2 separate regions of the Oryctolagus cuniculus genome follow, and region 1 is linked to region 2. The links are chromatin contacts, called in public Hi-C maps. All regions are on one chromosome and are shown on one strand. Each heading gives the region's core, a stretch centred on a gene start, on an enhancer-like site or on the middle of the called end of the contact. The rest is flanking DNA. Distances are from core to core; before and after follow the strand shown. Region 1 holds the start of TTC24 (tetratricopeptide repeat domain 24). Region 2 overlaps BCAN (brevican).

Region 1 (6,075 bases), core at 2,960-5,459, 71 kb before region 2:
TTGTTGGTTGTTAGGCATGGAAAATAAACCGGTAAGTGAGTGACATCACTTCAGAGTTATGAATCGAGGGCTGTGAGAGATGGGCGGGGCTTTGCACACACACACACACAGTCTCAAAGGGGAACAACAACAACAAAAAACGATCTTCCAACCGTCGTCATGCCTGAGAGTAGCTTTCTTTCCACCAAGGGTTGGACACGGACGTCACTCCGGTCAGACTAGCAAACGGAAACCTTTATGCCTTCCACCCTCCCAGCTCCGGTCTCTCTCAGGTAGGGTTATTGGAAAGGACTGCTTGCATTAGAACTCCAACCCCCTGGGGAAGCCTCACAGCAGTGCTTGCCATAAATGCAGTTCACGGTGGAACGCGGCTAGGACTCAAGGAACCTGTAGTTTGAGAGCCGCAGGGAATTTCGGCGCCTGAAGTCTGACAGGCTTTGTCTCAAAGCGCAGTGCAAAGCGCCAGGGTGCGCCCGGGTCGCTGCAGGTCCCGTGGCTGCGCTGGGCACGCATGGAAGCCATCAGTAACTGCAGCATTGTAAGGATTCGGCCAGACAACCTACGTTCTCCTCACCCCGCAGCTCCGGAATTTGGGAATCAGGGAGAACGCTCTTGGTAAGCTCCGACGCGCGGCCTGGGGGTCAGCAGGCGTTTCACCGCTGGCAGCCCCGCCTGGGCCCGCGGGGGCCGGGACCCAGCGCTCCCTCCCCACCCAGCACAGTCCCACAGCCCCTTGCCGCCGCCCCAGCCTCCCCCAAGGCAGCCAAGCTACCCTCCCCCACCAGCAGCGGCACCACCGCGGACCCTCCTCCGACCCTTCCTGCACTCACAGGCCGCGGGGCCCGGGCCCGCTCCTCTCCCTTCCATGTTCCTCCTTCTTCCAGGTTTGAATCTCCCGCCGCTGGGCCACCGCCCCTCTCCGTCGCCTTGGTCGGACAAGACACTTCCGGTCCGCTGCGCAGAGAGTCCTGGGATTTGTAGTCCCGGGCCGCAGAGACCGCCGCCCAGGTGTGCAGAAAAGCTAAACCCCTTTACTTCAGCGAGTCCTTGCCCTTCCCTCCGTCATTTCCCCCCAATACTCCCGTTAACCCCTGCTCGGTTCTGGGTCCCGCTAACTCCCGGGCCTACGTGGTGCAATGCATTAAACTACGTGGCACACATGCAGAGGTACACAAGTGCAGTGAATGTTCTGAAGAAGTTTGCTGTTCCCACGCGCAGTGAAATCAAGTAGAGGGCAGAGAGGCGCAGGGGGAGGGGAGTGGTGGCCATGACGTCACGGAGAGCCGCGAAGCGCAGGGATGACTTCCTAGTGGAGCTGACAGCCGTTCAGGGTTGCAAAGTGAAGGAGGCTTTGTCAGGTTGGAGGTCAGAGGCGTTCTTATCACTGGAAACAGCAAGCACCAGGGCAAGGAGGTGAGTTTGGAGGATTAATCTCCACTCAGTTTTGGGGGTGAGCGGAAGTCAGGCAGGGCAGGAAAGAGGCCCAAAGGTGCAGGCTGGGACCTGCGGCGCCTTGGGTGCCACGCGAAGGCGCTGGGCTTGGTGTGATAAGCAAGCAACACTTCAGGCGCTGGTGAGTCAGACTGATGTTCCGGGAGCACCCCTCCTCCCACAGGGGCTTGGAGAGGTGGGACTAGGAGCAGAGACCAGTGGCGGCAGAGGTGAGAGAGAAGGGCCTGAACAGCCCTGCGGATTCCCTCATGGGCTTCTCCCATGTGCTATTGCTCCCTTTACCTTTCCTCCCAACTCCAGGCAAACAGCGGGCAGCCTAGGCTGAGCCTCAGGGCAGAAAAAGGGAAAAGACCCCGTGGCCGGCGCTGTGGTGCAGTGGGTAAAGCCACCACCTGCAGTGCTGGCATCCCACATGGACACCGGTTTGAGTCCCAACTGCTCCACGTCCAATCCAGCTCTCTGCTGTGGCCTGGGAAAGCAGCAGAAGATGGCCCAAGTCCTTGGGCCCCTGCATCCAGGTGGGAGACCCAGAAGAATCTTCTGGCTCCTGGCTTCGGATCGGCCCAGCTCTGGCCATTGTGGCCATTTGGGAAGTGAACCAGCAGATGGATGACCTCTCTGCCTCTGCTTCTTTATAACTCTGCCTTTCAAATAAATAAATGAAACTTTTAAAAAATAGAAATAAAAAGGGAAAGATCCAAACCCAGAACCCTCAGACAAGTTAAGGCTGAGGCAAACTTGCCTAGGAAGAGGTTTGAAGAGAGTGGATATTTCTTTGAAGAAAAGGAGTGGTTCCCCTTGCCTCTCATCAGCTGAGAGAAGTAGAGAGAATCTGGATGCTTGGGGCTCCTGGCCATGGGGGTCCTATTCCTGCTTCCTGGGAGGGCCCCCAGAACAAGATGCCGAGAAGGAACCGTTGATAATGAGTCGGGCAGATATGCCCTTAGACAGCTGGGCTGAAACCCCCTTCCCAGCTGGAAAGGAAGATCTTGAATGAGGTTCCTCACTTCTGCTTGGGACAAGGGTCCCTGGGCCAGAAAGACCCAGGCAGGGGCCAGCATTGAGCTGCCTCCTTCATCCCATATGGGCGCCAGTTCTAGTCACAGCTGTTCCACTTCCAATCCAGCTCCCTGCTAATGCGCCTAGGAAAGCAGTAGAAGATGGCCCAAGTCTTTGGGCCCCTGCCACTCACATGGGAGACCTGGATGACATTCCTCAATCCTGGCTTTGGCCTGGCCCAGCCCCAACTGATGCAGCCTTTTAGAGAGACCATCAGGGGTCGGCGCTGTGGTGTAGTGGGTAAAAACGCCACCTGCAGTACCGGCATCCCATATGGGCACCGGTTCAAGTCCCGATGCTCCACTTCTGATCCAGCTCTCTGCTATGCCCTGGGAAAGCAACAGAAGATGGCCCAAGTGCTTGGTCCCCTGCACCTGTGTGGGAGACCTGGAAGAAACTCCTGGCTCCTGGCTTTGGATCGGCCCAGCTCCAGCCATTGTGGCCAGTTGGAGAGTGAGCCAGCAGATGGAAGACCTCTTTCTCTTTCTCTGTCTGCCTCTCTTCTCTCTGTGTAATGCTGACCTTCAAATAAATAAATAAATCTTAAAAAAGATGAGACCATCAGTAGATGGAAGATCTCTTTCTCTCTCTGTCTCTCCCTCTCTCTCTCTCTCTGTAGCTCTGCCTTTTAAATAAGTAAAAGAGCTCACAAATGTGTAGAGCAATATTTAAACCCAGACAGTCCCCCTCCAAGCTTGAGTTCTTAACCACTATAAAGTACACCACGTCCAAGGCCACGGACATGAGGCTGCAGAAGAGGCGACCGTGGAGAGGGATTTCAATAGGCCGAGGCTGAGTCAGGGAGAGAGGAGTCAAGGGCGACTTCTGGTTTCCAGCTTGGGCGGGGGGTGTGGGGGGTTTGAGCTGGGGAAATGCAAGTTTTGTTTGAAGAAGGGTACAGGTAGAAATGATTGGCGTATTTGGTGGTGCTGAACGCACAGGAGCGGGTGAAGTGTTCTGGGAAGAGTAGGTAAATGAAGAAGAGAAAATAGCGAGGGGCAGAGGATTGGGGGACCCTAGCAACTGGGAGGTGCTCAGAGGGCCCAGCAGAGGAGATGGGGAAAGGAAGGATCCATGGGGGTCGTGGAAGCCCAGTGCGGAGGGCGTTGCCAGAAATGGCGGCCACAGCAGGGAATCAAGCCAGGAAGGCCTTCAGCAGTGACCGCTGAGTCTTTGGCAGGTCCAGTCCCACCCCTCCCCCACTCATCCTGGCTCCTTACAGAAAGTCTGCGTGAGAGGCGAGGCGGCTGGGTGAGCACGCCTCTCCTTGGCCCCGCGCCAGTGCTGCAGGGCCAGTGCGGGTGAGCCCAGCACTTCCTTAGGGTGTTGTTTCTGGCCAAGTCCTCTCTGCCCAAAACAGGCCTCCCAGGTGAGTGGGGACATTTGCTTTCTGATGCAAGCCACCTTCAGTGAGTTGGGGCATTCTGTGCCCGCTGTCCTGGGGCCGACTGTCCTCTCATTAACAGGGCCTGGAGCTTCTAGATCAGGCCTTTCCTGATCATCAGCCTTCCACCCTGCTCCCGAATGTGAAAGTACCACAGAGAAGCACAGTGTGTGTGTGTGCGTGTGTGTGTGCGCATGCGTGTGTGTGTGTGTAGGCCATCTCTGAGCGTGTAGCCAGTAACCAGCCCCACAGAGTGCTGGTTCATTCCTTGACGTGAAAGATGGGAGGGCTGTGTGTGCCGGGTGGGGAGCCGCAGCCCAGGTAGGGCAGTGGAACCCAGTGTCTGTGTCCAAGCACTAAGATAGGATACCCGAGCTGTCACTCAAAGAACTCCCTAGGAACGGAGGTCAGCACCTGGTTGTCTGGTAACCCCAGGAGCTCTGAGCTAAGAGGGGAGGTAACCCAAGCCAGAGGATCCATTCCAGAAAGCCAGCCGCAGACAAGGAAGCAGGTGAGGCGTCCTGCAGCCGGGGCCCCAAGACCGGATGGAGGTAGCCTGAACGCCCGGGATTGAGGGCCTGGAAGAGCAGGGTTTCTGGGTGTTCTCTGAAGCAGGGGGGATGTCTTTTTAAAAGGAATGCATCACCTCTGCCTGGCTCTCCCCAAAACAGAGGGGAAAGAGAAGAAAAGGGGAGGAGCCAAGAACCCAGCGCTCCGGGCTTTCCCCGCCTTTTCCTGCCTCCTGGGAGGAGAGCTGGTGAAAGGCTTTGCCTTCCGAGGGGAAGGATTCTAACCGGATACACGCGCTGAATGGATTCGGTTTAAGAGGACCCTGGAGACCAGGGCAGGATGTCGGGGGGACCGGAACCGGCCAGGAGACAGAAAGCTGAGGACCCTCGGGGAGACAAAGGGAGGGGCTGGCCATGGAAAGGCAGCACCCCCTGGAGGCTGGCTCCCTGCCAGTCCAGTCCCCAGGCCGGCTCAGGCAGGAGTCCTCTGAGCACTGGCCTGCCCTGGACTCCGTGTGGAGAGGAGCCAGCAGGCACGAGATAGGAGTGGGGGCGGGGCAGGCAGAGGCACAGAGAAGCAGGGGAAGGAGAGGCTGTTCCTCCACTGGCTCACTGTTGACTGCTGTGAACTGTATGTAACAGCAGGTGCACGCTAATGCTTCCAAATTCTAAAATCAATCAGTTACACTTACCTTGAATGTAATGAAAAGTTCTGGGCGGGGAGGGTGTGGTGGTGATGGGTGCACAGCAGCGGAAGCGTACTTAACGCTACAAAACTGAACCCCTAAAAAGGGTTAAAATGGGGGGGGCTGGTGTTTGTTTGACACAGTGTTGCCACTTAGGACGGGTACATCCCAAATCAGAGTGCCTGGGTTAACAATTTGTTTTATTTTATTGGAAAGGTAAAGAAACACACACAGAGGAGAGGGAGAGGGAGGGGGAGAGAGAGATTGCTTTCCTGTCTGCTGGTTCATTTCCCAAACGCCTATAACAGCTGGGGTGAGTGAGTTCAATGGTGGCAGCCAGGAACTCAGTCCTTGTCTCCCACGTAGGTAGCAAAGCCCCAGCTACTTGAACCACCATCTGCACCTCCCAGGGTGTGCATGAGCAGGAAGCTAGAATCCAGACCAGAGCTGACTCAAACCCAACCATTCTGCTATGGGATGTGTGCGTCCCAACCGCTGTGCCAAGTGCTGCCCACATCAGCCATTCTTAGGCGTGCAGTCCTGTCAGGAGCAGGGTGGGGCTGAACTGCTCTCCAGGGAGGCTGGCTGCTCTGGGGCAGCCAAGGCCAACAGACCCAGGCCTCTCTTCCCCATTGTCAGTCCCATGTCTTCTCCCAGCCCTGAGGATGCCCCACCAGAACCTGAGCTTGGTTCCGCAAACTGCAAGAGGAAAAAGAAGACGACACGGTCACAGCAGGAGGCCGGCATCCAAGCCCTCACCAGAGCTGGCCATGCAGCTCTACGAGCCGGCCAGAGCCATGAGGCCTTGGCTAGCTTCCAGAAGGCCTTCCTCCTGGCCTCCGAGGCCCCACGGACCAGGGACACCTCCGTGCTCCGAGCTTGTGCCTGCAACCTGGGAGCCGCCTACGTGGAGACTGGGGACCCAGCCAGAGGCCTTGAGCTGCTCCTGCGGGCCCAGCCCGAGGAGAAGGCACAGGGCAGGCCT
Region 2 (6,474 bases), core at 599-3,098:
CCGCTGCCAGGAGGACGGTCGCTGGGAGCCCCCCCAGATCTCCTGTGTGCCCCGCAGACCTGTGAGTGGGGGTAGGGGGCTCCAGCTCTGCCTGTCACCGGCTGTGTGACCTGGGGGTCCTACTGCCCTTGGCTATGGGACAAAGAGAAGGGGGTGGGCTGGGGTCTCCTTTGGTGCTGATGTCTGAGATCACGTGGTCCTGCTCTAGGCTCTTTTTTTTTTTTAAGATTTATTTTATTTACTTGAAAGACAGAATTACAGAGAGGGAGAGCCAGAGAGAGAGAGAGAGATCTTCCATTCTGTTGGTTCACTCTGCAACAGGCAGAGCTGAGCGGATCTGAAGACAGGAGCTTCTTCTGGGTCTCCCACGCAGGTGCAGGGGCCCAAGGACTTGGGTCATCTTCCACTGCTTTCCCAGGCCACAGCAGAGAGCTGGATAGGAAGTGGAGCAGCCAGGACTTGAACTGGCGCCCCTATGTGATGCCGGTGCTGCAGGTGCTTTAACCTGCTGTGCCACAGCACCGGCCCCTGCTCTAGGCTCCTGAGCCAGAGCAAGTGTTCTCATGAGGTCAGGGGTCAGGGGAAGGGACAGCAGAGGCTGGGCTCTGAGGAGAGAAGGGGGAGCCGGGTGCGGAAGGTGAGTGTCTGTGTCTTCCCCAGGCCCGAGCTCTGCACCCACTGAAGGCCCCAGAAGCACAGCAAAGGAGGCTGCTGGGACGCTGGGAGGCGCTGTTGGCCTCTCCTCCCAGTCCCCCTCCAGGTCCCTAGGGGGCCGGGGTTCTCACCCCAGTCGGACCTCACACCCTGGGGTCTTCCCATCACGGGAAGTTACGGCATGAGAGGGGTGGAGCTACAATCCGGGGGGTGGTGCCTGCAAGGGGCTCCTGGGACATACCTGGGAGGCTCCAGCACAGCACAGGCTCTCTCTCTCTCCACCCCATAACCCGGGCATCAGGGTTTCCCCTCAGGGCAGTGGAGAAAGTCCCCAAGTGCCTCAGCTGCCCTCTCCCTGCCAGCCACGCAGTCCCTCCGTTCCTCTAGGGGGCACTGTCTCCCTCATCCTTGAGTTGCTAAGAGAATGGACGGGTCAGCAGGGTGGGAGCGCCAGTAAACCAGCAGGAAATAAAGCTGCATTTGAGCCTCAACAGCTTTGATGCTTCTGTGTGCCTGTGTGAGAGGGAGAGGTTGAGCAGGGCCTCGCAGCGTAAGACAGAGCGTCTGTGCTTGTTCGCTGCTGAAGGTCAAAGACGCTCTCAAGGTGTTGATGGATGGAACAGTGCCTGGCCCAGAATGGCTGCCAAGGGAGTCCTCAGGGGTTGGGGCACAGCAGAAGCGGCGTGGCATCAGGATGCTCGGCAAGGCAAGACGAGGAGTGCCCAGCGTGCCCAAAGTCAAGCAGTCCCAGGCGACCTCAGTCTGGGGAGAGAAGCCAAGGTCCCGGAGAAGAACGCAGGCGGAGCTTCGGAGAGGGGTTCTCCCAGGGAGTGTGAGAGAGGGGAAGGGAAGACCCTGCCGCTGGCCCTGCAGGTCTAGGGTTAGACTGCAGGGGAGGCAGAGATGCAGGAGATAGGGAAGGAGGCAAGGGCGAAGGGGGGGCATCCGGCTGAGCTGGGCCTCTAGGAACTGACTCGTGGGCCTTTCAGGTTGTAGCCAGAAGAGGGCGCTGAGAGTGCCGTGTGCGCCTGTGTGAGTGAAGTCAGCGCGAGGAGTGGCAGGAGCCCCAGGACACCACCAGGGGGCGCCGCGGTCTTTTCTTTCTGAGGAGCATGGGGTGGGGTCGGAGGGAGGTGACTGGCGGGGGGAGGGGTAGACTTCCGGTCAGGCTGAGCTGGCCCTGCGGGCAGTGAGTCAGCGGAGGTTGACATGGTGAGGTCATTTTGAGAAATGGCGAGAGAATGACCGAATGTGAGTGTGTGTGTGTGTGTGTGTGTGTGTAAGTAGCAAGCTTTTCTCTGGCCCTCATCACAGTGCACAGTGCCTTAGGGAAAGTGTGTATGGGGATGTGGTTCTAGCTTTTAAGATTTATTTATCTGAAAGGCAGCAGACAAGGAGAGACACACAAAGAGAGATCCTCCCTCTGCTGGTTCACTCCCCAAAATGGCTGCAAGGACTGGGGCTGGGCCAGACCGAAGCCAGGAGCCAGGAGCTTCATCCTGGTATCCCACGTGGGTGGCAGGGGCCCAAGCGCTTGGGCCATCTCCTGCTGCCTTCCCAGGTGCACCAGCAGAGAGGTGGGTCAGAAGTGCAGCAGCCAGGACTCCAGCCAGAGGACCTGCGGCGGATACGTCCCAGGCAGCTTACCCTGCTGGGCTGACTCCTCGCCCTAGCCACCACAGTCACACGTGTGAGCACACTCCTGCCTGTGCCCACTCAGCTATACCCAATTCACCCTCATGGTGAAAAAAATTCTTAGTCCTTTTTTTGGAAAGTTGGTGAAACTAAGGGTCAGGGAGACAGATCTGAGGAGCCAAGTGGCTGAGAGAGATATAGAAAGACCCAGAGAGAGAGAGCGAGAGAGGCAAGACACAAGACAGACAGAGGCAGGTTCCAGACAGGTGCACATTGCGGGGGGGGGGGGGGGCTGTGCTGGGGCTCTCGCAGGCTGTCCCTGCCTTCCCCACCCTGTATCTAAACCTGGCACCAGCTGGTCTGAGATGCCAGCGCTGAGCCCCTAGACTCACATTCCTTCCTCACCTCGGTCCTCCCCACACACAACCCAGCCCTGCATGGCTGGGGTGGGCGTGGGGGGGGCGGCTGTTTCTGAAAGCACTACAGGGAAGAGCATGATTCTGGGGCCAGAGTGGGTACCTGGCCCCCATCCTGCAGTACTATGTGGAGGCTCACTCCACGCATTTTAAAGGATACCAGGGCATTTGGCTGGAATGTGAGTGGAGTGAGGTGCGCCTTAAAGGGAGGGGCCTGGAGGAGGCTGTGTCTGGCTCGGGCCTTGGAGCAGTGCCCCCTCCCAGAGCGCGGGGTGGGGGCAGACCTCACGCGAGCTCCCGCTGCCATGAGCTGGAAGGGACTGTGCGTTCTCCGCTGCAGCTCTGCGCTTGCTCGCTCTGTCCTCCACGGACGGGACGCAGGGGGGCCGTGGCCTCTGCTCTGTGTATGGGGAGGCCTCCAGCGGGAGAGAGGGCTGCAACCAGAATCCTTCCTCCCCTCCTCCCCTCCCCACACCTGCTGGGCTGCTGGGGCGGAAACGGAAGTCTGCTCCTGGCTTTGTTGAGCTTCCTGGGGAAGGGGGAGCTGGTCCAGGGATGACTCAGCAGCACCCTGCACAGAACCCAAGCCGTGGCCCAGTGTGCAGGGTGTGCATGCGTGTGTGCGTGCGTCTGTGTGTGTGTGATGGGGCCTACCCTGGTCCTGAGGAGGAGAAGTCCCCCTCATGCAGGAGGATGGACTGGATCACAGATCTGACCACATCCAGGCTCCTGGAAATGTGCTAAGCCCGCAGCCTGCCTCCCACGCAGTCTCAGTGGGGTCCTCCCAAAGGGCGCCCCCTCCCAGGCACGCGGGAGGTCACCGTGCCCCCGGCTTGGGAGCCTGTTGAGATGGCCTTCCATGGTTTCCCCTCTGCGGGGAGGCCCCCAGCTTCCCCTGGGCTCTTCCGACTCACACCCACCGCCTCATTCCTCCCCCACCCCTCCCAGCGCCCACAGCCCTGCCCTGACCTCCCTGGGGCCTTTGTGCCAGCCCACACGGCAGAGAAAGGGCCCCATTGTCCTGGCCGCCTGCCTGACACAGCAGCTCCCAAACACTTCCAAAAATGCTCAGCCCATCAGACCCACGGGGTGGGAGGGCTTTCCCCAGGGGGCTGCAGCCAGACCCCTGCCTGCTGCTGGGACACAGGCACCCTGTCTCCCATGCTCCCCAGACCCGAGTCCTCCTGAGCCTGTTCGTCCTGGGGAGGGAGAGCTGGCAGGTGCAGTACAGAGCTTGGGCAGGGGATGGAGACGGAGAGGAGAGAGAAGCAAATGGGGCGGGGGGGGGGGGGGGGGCGGCGGGGAGGATGTGAGGACCAGCCTCCATCCCCTGGAGACTAGACTCAAATTAATGGTCCAGTGGGTGGATTTGCGGCCCCAGTGTTTACTCCTGGTCCTGGTTCTTCCCTGGTGTTTAGATAGCAGGTTAACAGAGGGACGGCTGCTGACCACTTTGGACTGAAGTCTGCAAGGGGGCAGCCCCCAGGCCCCCAGCCCATGTTCTGCAGACTCCCAGTGCTCGTGCCTCAGTTTCCCCATCAAAGTGAGCTAAGGTTCTGCCTGCCAGATGTGGTGAACAGGAAAGGAAGGAATCCTGGAGACAGCAAGCGATGCAGGGGCAGGGGGAGGTGCCGGGAAGGGGAGAGGAAAGTAGGTGCGAGCCAGAGGAGAGGCGAAGGGGGGGCCTGGAAGGAGAGCTGTGTCCCTGAGTGGCGAGTGGGGCTGGGAGGATGGGGGCCTGGGGGACCTGGAGGGGCCAGAGCCAACTGGACATCTCCCCGCCCCCGCGGTCTCTGGGGCCCGGGGGCTCCGCTTGTTCAGCAGCTGAGCGCGCAGCTGCTGGAAGAGGGGTTCCTCGACAGAGGCCTCCTGGCACCTGCCCAGGCTTATTTCTGGAGCCGCAGCTGAGTCCCGGGGGTGGGGAGAGTAAGAGGGGCTGGGGAGAGGGGAGATGAGGCCCGGACAGGGAAAAGCTGAAGGGGAGGCGGGGCACGGGGGGGGGTTGCTCCAAGAGCTGTGGCTCCGGAACCTGGGGTCCACCCTAGCAGGACTAAGCATCAGGACAGGTGGGACATCTATGTCGGAGTCCCAAGGACAGCAGGGCTTGGGGAAGGGCTCAGGGAGCAGGAGGCAGGTCCACTTGGCCTGGGTGTGGGGCAGGGGGCGGGAGGACCCTAGGGGAGGTGGGGGGTCCTCCTGCCCCCTGGTTCCGTCGGCTGCTGACCCAGACCTGAGGCCATTCTGTCCTCCAAGCCAACCCTCCCAGGGCCTGGCCGCTGGACTGTGTCACCAGGTTTTCCCAAGGTGGCCTGTGACTCGGGAACAGGGCACCAAGGCCCTTCCTTTACCATCAGCACCGTGTCAGGGGACGCTTCCTCTTGCCACCCAGAGGATCCCCGAGTCTTGCTTCTGTCCCCCTGCTGCACAACTCGCTTTGATACTGGTCTTGCCCTGTGGGGTGGCAGTAGGTGTCCAAGAGGCGCCCAGGGGCCCATCCCTGAGCCCAGAGTCCTCTTGGGTTTCCTGGGCTTGGGTGGGCCTGGCTGCCCCGCCCCCTCCTTCCACGGAGGGCGCATTCCAGCTGAAATGAAATCACACTCCTCCTCCGCGGCTGCAGACAGGATGGCACGGCTGACAGCAGCTGTGACACCGCAGGGTCAAGTGGCAGCAGCTGGTCCCCCCTCCCCAGGGAGAGGCCGGGGGCTGCGGGGCACTGAGGGGCCAGGGCCCTTCTCTGTGGGCAGTGAGTAGACTCTGATTCTGTAACCTTGGAGGCCAGAGCCGGGGGCGGGGTGGGGGGGCAGACCTGCCATGGGAGGGGTAAAGGCTAGACCGCAGGGTGTCAGGGCGTGATCCCAGCTAGCCAGCAGGCTACCCTAGGAGATTGAGATCCTCCCCCCGACTTGTCACCTCCTGAGAGGACCCTGGAAGCCACCCCCCCCATACCCGGGCTGGGCTCCCACACAGCCGTGAAGGCCAGGAGCCTTAGGAGGGGCCGCCCTCCGCTCGCCCTTGGCCGAAGCCCAAAGCCGGGGCCTTTGATTTCCTCCAAGGCTTTGGCAGCTGCGGCGGTGGTAGCAGCAGCAGCAGCAACAGGGCCAGCCTCAGGCTGGGCTGAATGGAGAGCTCAGCCCCTGACCTCAACCTCCCAGGCGCCTCAGCCAGCACAGCCTTATACGGGAAGGTCCCAAACAAAACGGGGAAGCCACCTCCGGCGCCCCCCCCCCCACCGCCCCACCCTGTTCCGAGGCTATATTTACCCAGAGGAGGCCCCAGAATAACCCCCCTCTCCTCCTGCGCCTCTGTGTGTGTGTGTGTGTGTGCAGTGGCGGGAGGGGGAGGCCTCCCCTCCTGCTCCCTCCCCAACCCCTCCCCACCCCCAGGGACTCCACCTTCGGAAGTGGGTCCTGACCTTCCAGTCACTTCCTCTGTATTCAGTAGGAGTCTATTGCACACCCCCTGGGCTCCGGGGCACTGTGCTAGACTCCAGAGGATGAACAGGACAAAAGTCCTCGCTCTCCTGGGGCTTTCTGCCATGACAGGTTGCCGGAGACATCCCAGTCCCTGGTCCTGCTCTTGCCTTAGGCCTGTCCTCCCGCAGCTCCTCCGCTGGGAGCCCCGGAGGGGCCCTGTGCCGGGCTCTCCTCATCCCATGCGCTCTCCTCTGGGTCATCTCTAGGCCAGTGGTCCTCTCTCCCCCGAGCTCCAGGCCCCCTCTCCCACCCTGCCCCAGGCCTTCTGCCCCTGCACAGTCTCCATCTCCCAGCTG

Evidence for each region. A called contact is a pair of places that touch in the nucleus more often than the background predicts.
Region 1: a Hi-C map of liver shows a contact between it and region 2, with 3 times the contacts expected there. The contact joins the promoter of TTC24 here to the enhancer-like site in region 2. A contact is called at or near these places in 4 of 6 Hi-C or Micro-C datasets (ear pinna, liver, skin fibroblasts and 1 more).

Annotation. Positions count from the first base shown.
Region 1 is chr7:42,186,912-42,192,986 of mOryCun1.1, reverse strand. It overlaps TTC24 (tetratricopeptide repeat domain 24), which reads left to right and starts at 4,209. Exons shown (of 10, transcript XM_070077531.1): 1 at 4,209-6,075. The coding sequence starts at 5,563. LOC103350040 (a long non-coding RNA gene) reads left to right here. Exons shown (of 3, transcript XR_007924216.2): 1 at 1-615; 2 at 885-1,008; 3 at 1,753-3,804. It overlaps IQGAP3 (IQ motif containing GTPase activating protein 3), which reads right to left and starts at 999. Exons shown (of 38, transcript XM_051858542.2): 1 at 831-999. The coding sequence starts at 867.
Region 2 is chr7:42,113,330-42,119,803 of mOryCun1.1, reverse strand. It overlaps BCAN (brevican), which reads left to right. Exons shown (of 14, transcript XM_070077514.1): 13 at 1-61; 14 at 661-1,145. The coding sequence ends at 768. Among named protein-coding and RNA genes, the nearest start is that of NES, 14 kb to the right of the region's middle. Within about 2 kb of position 1,848, at least 2 of the 8 cell types and tissues checked have an H3K27ac peak or open chromatin away from gene starts, as enhancers often do.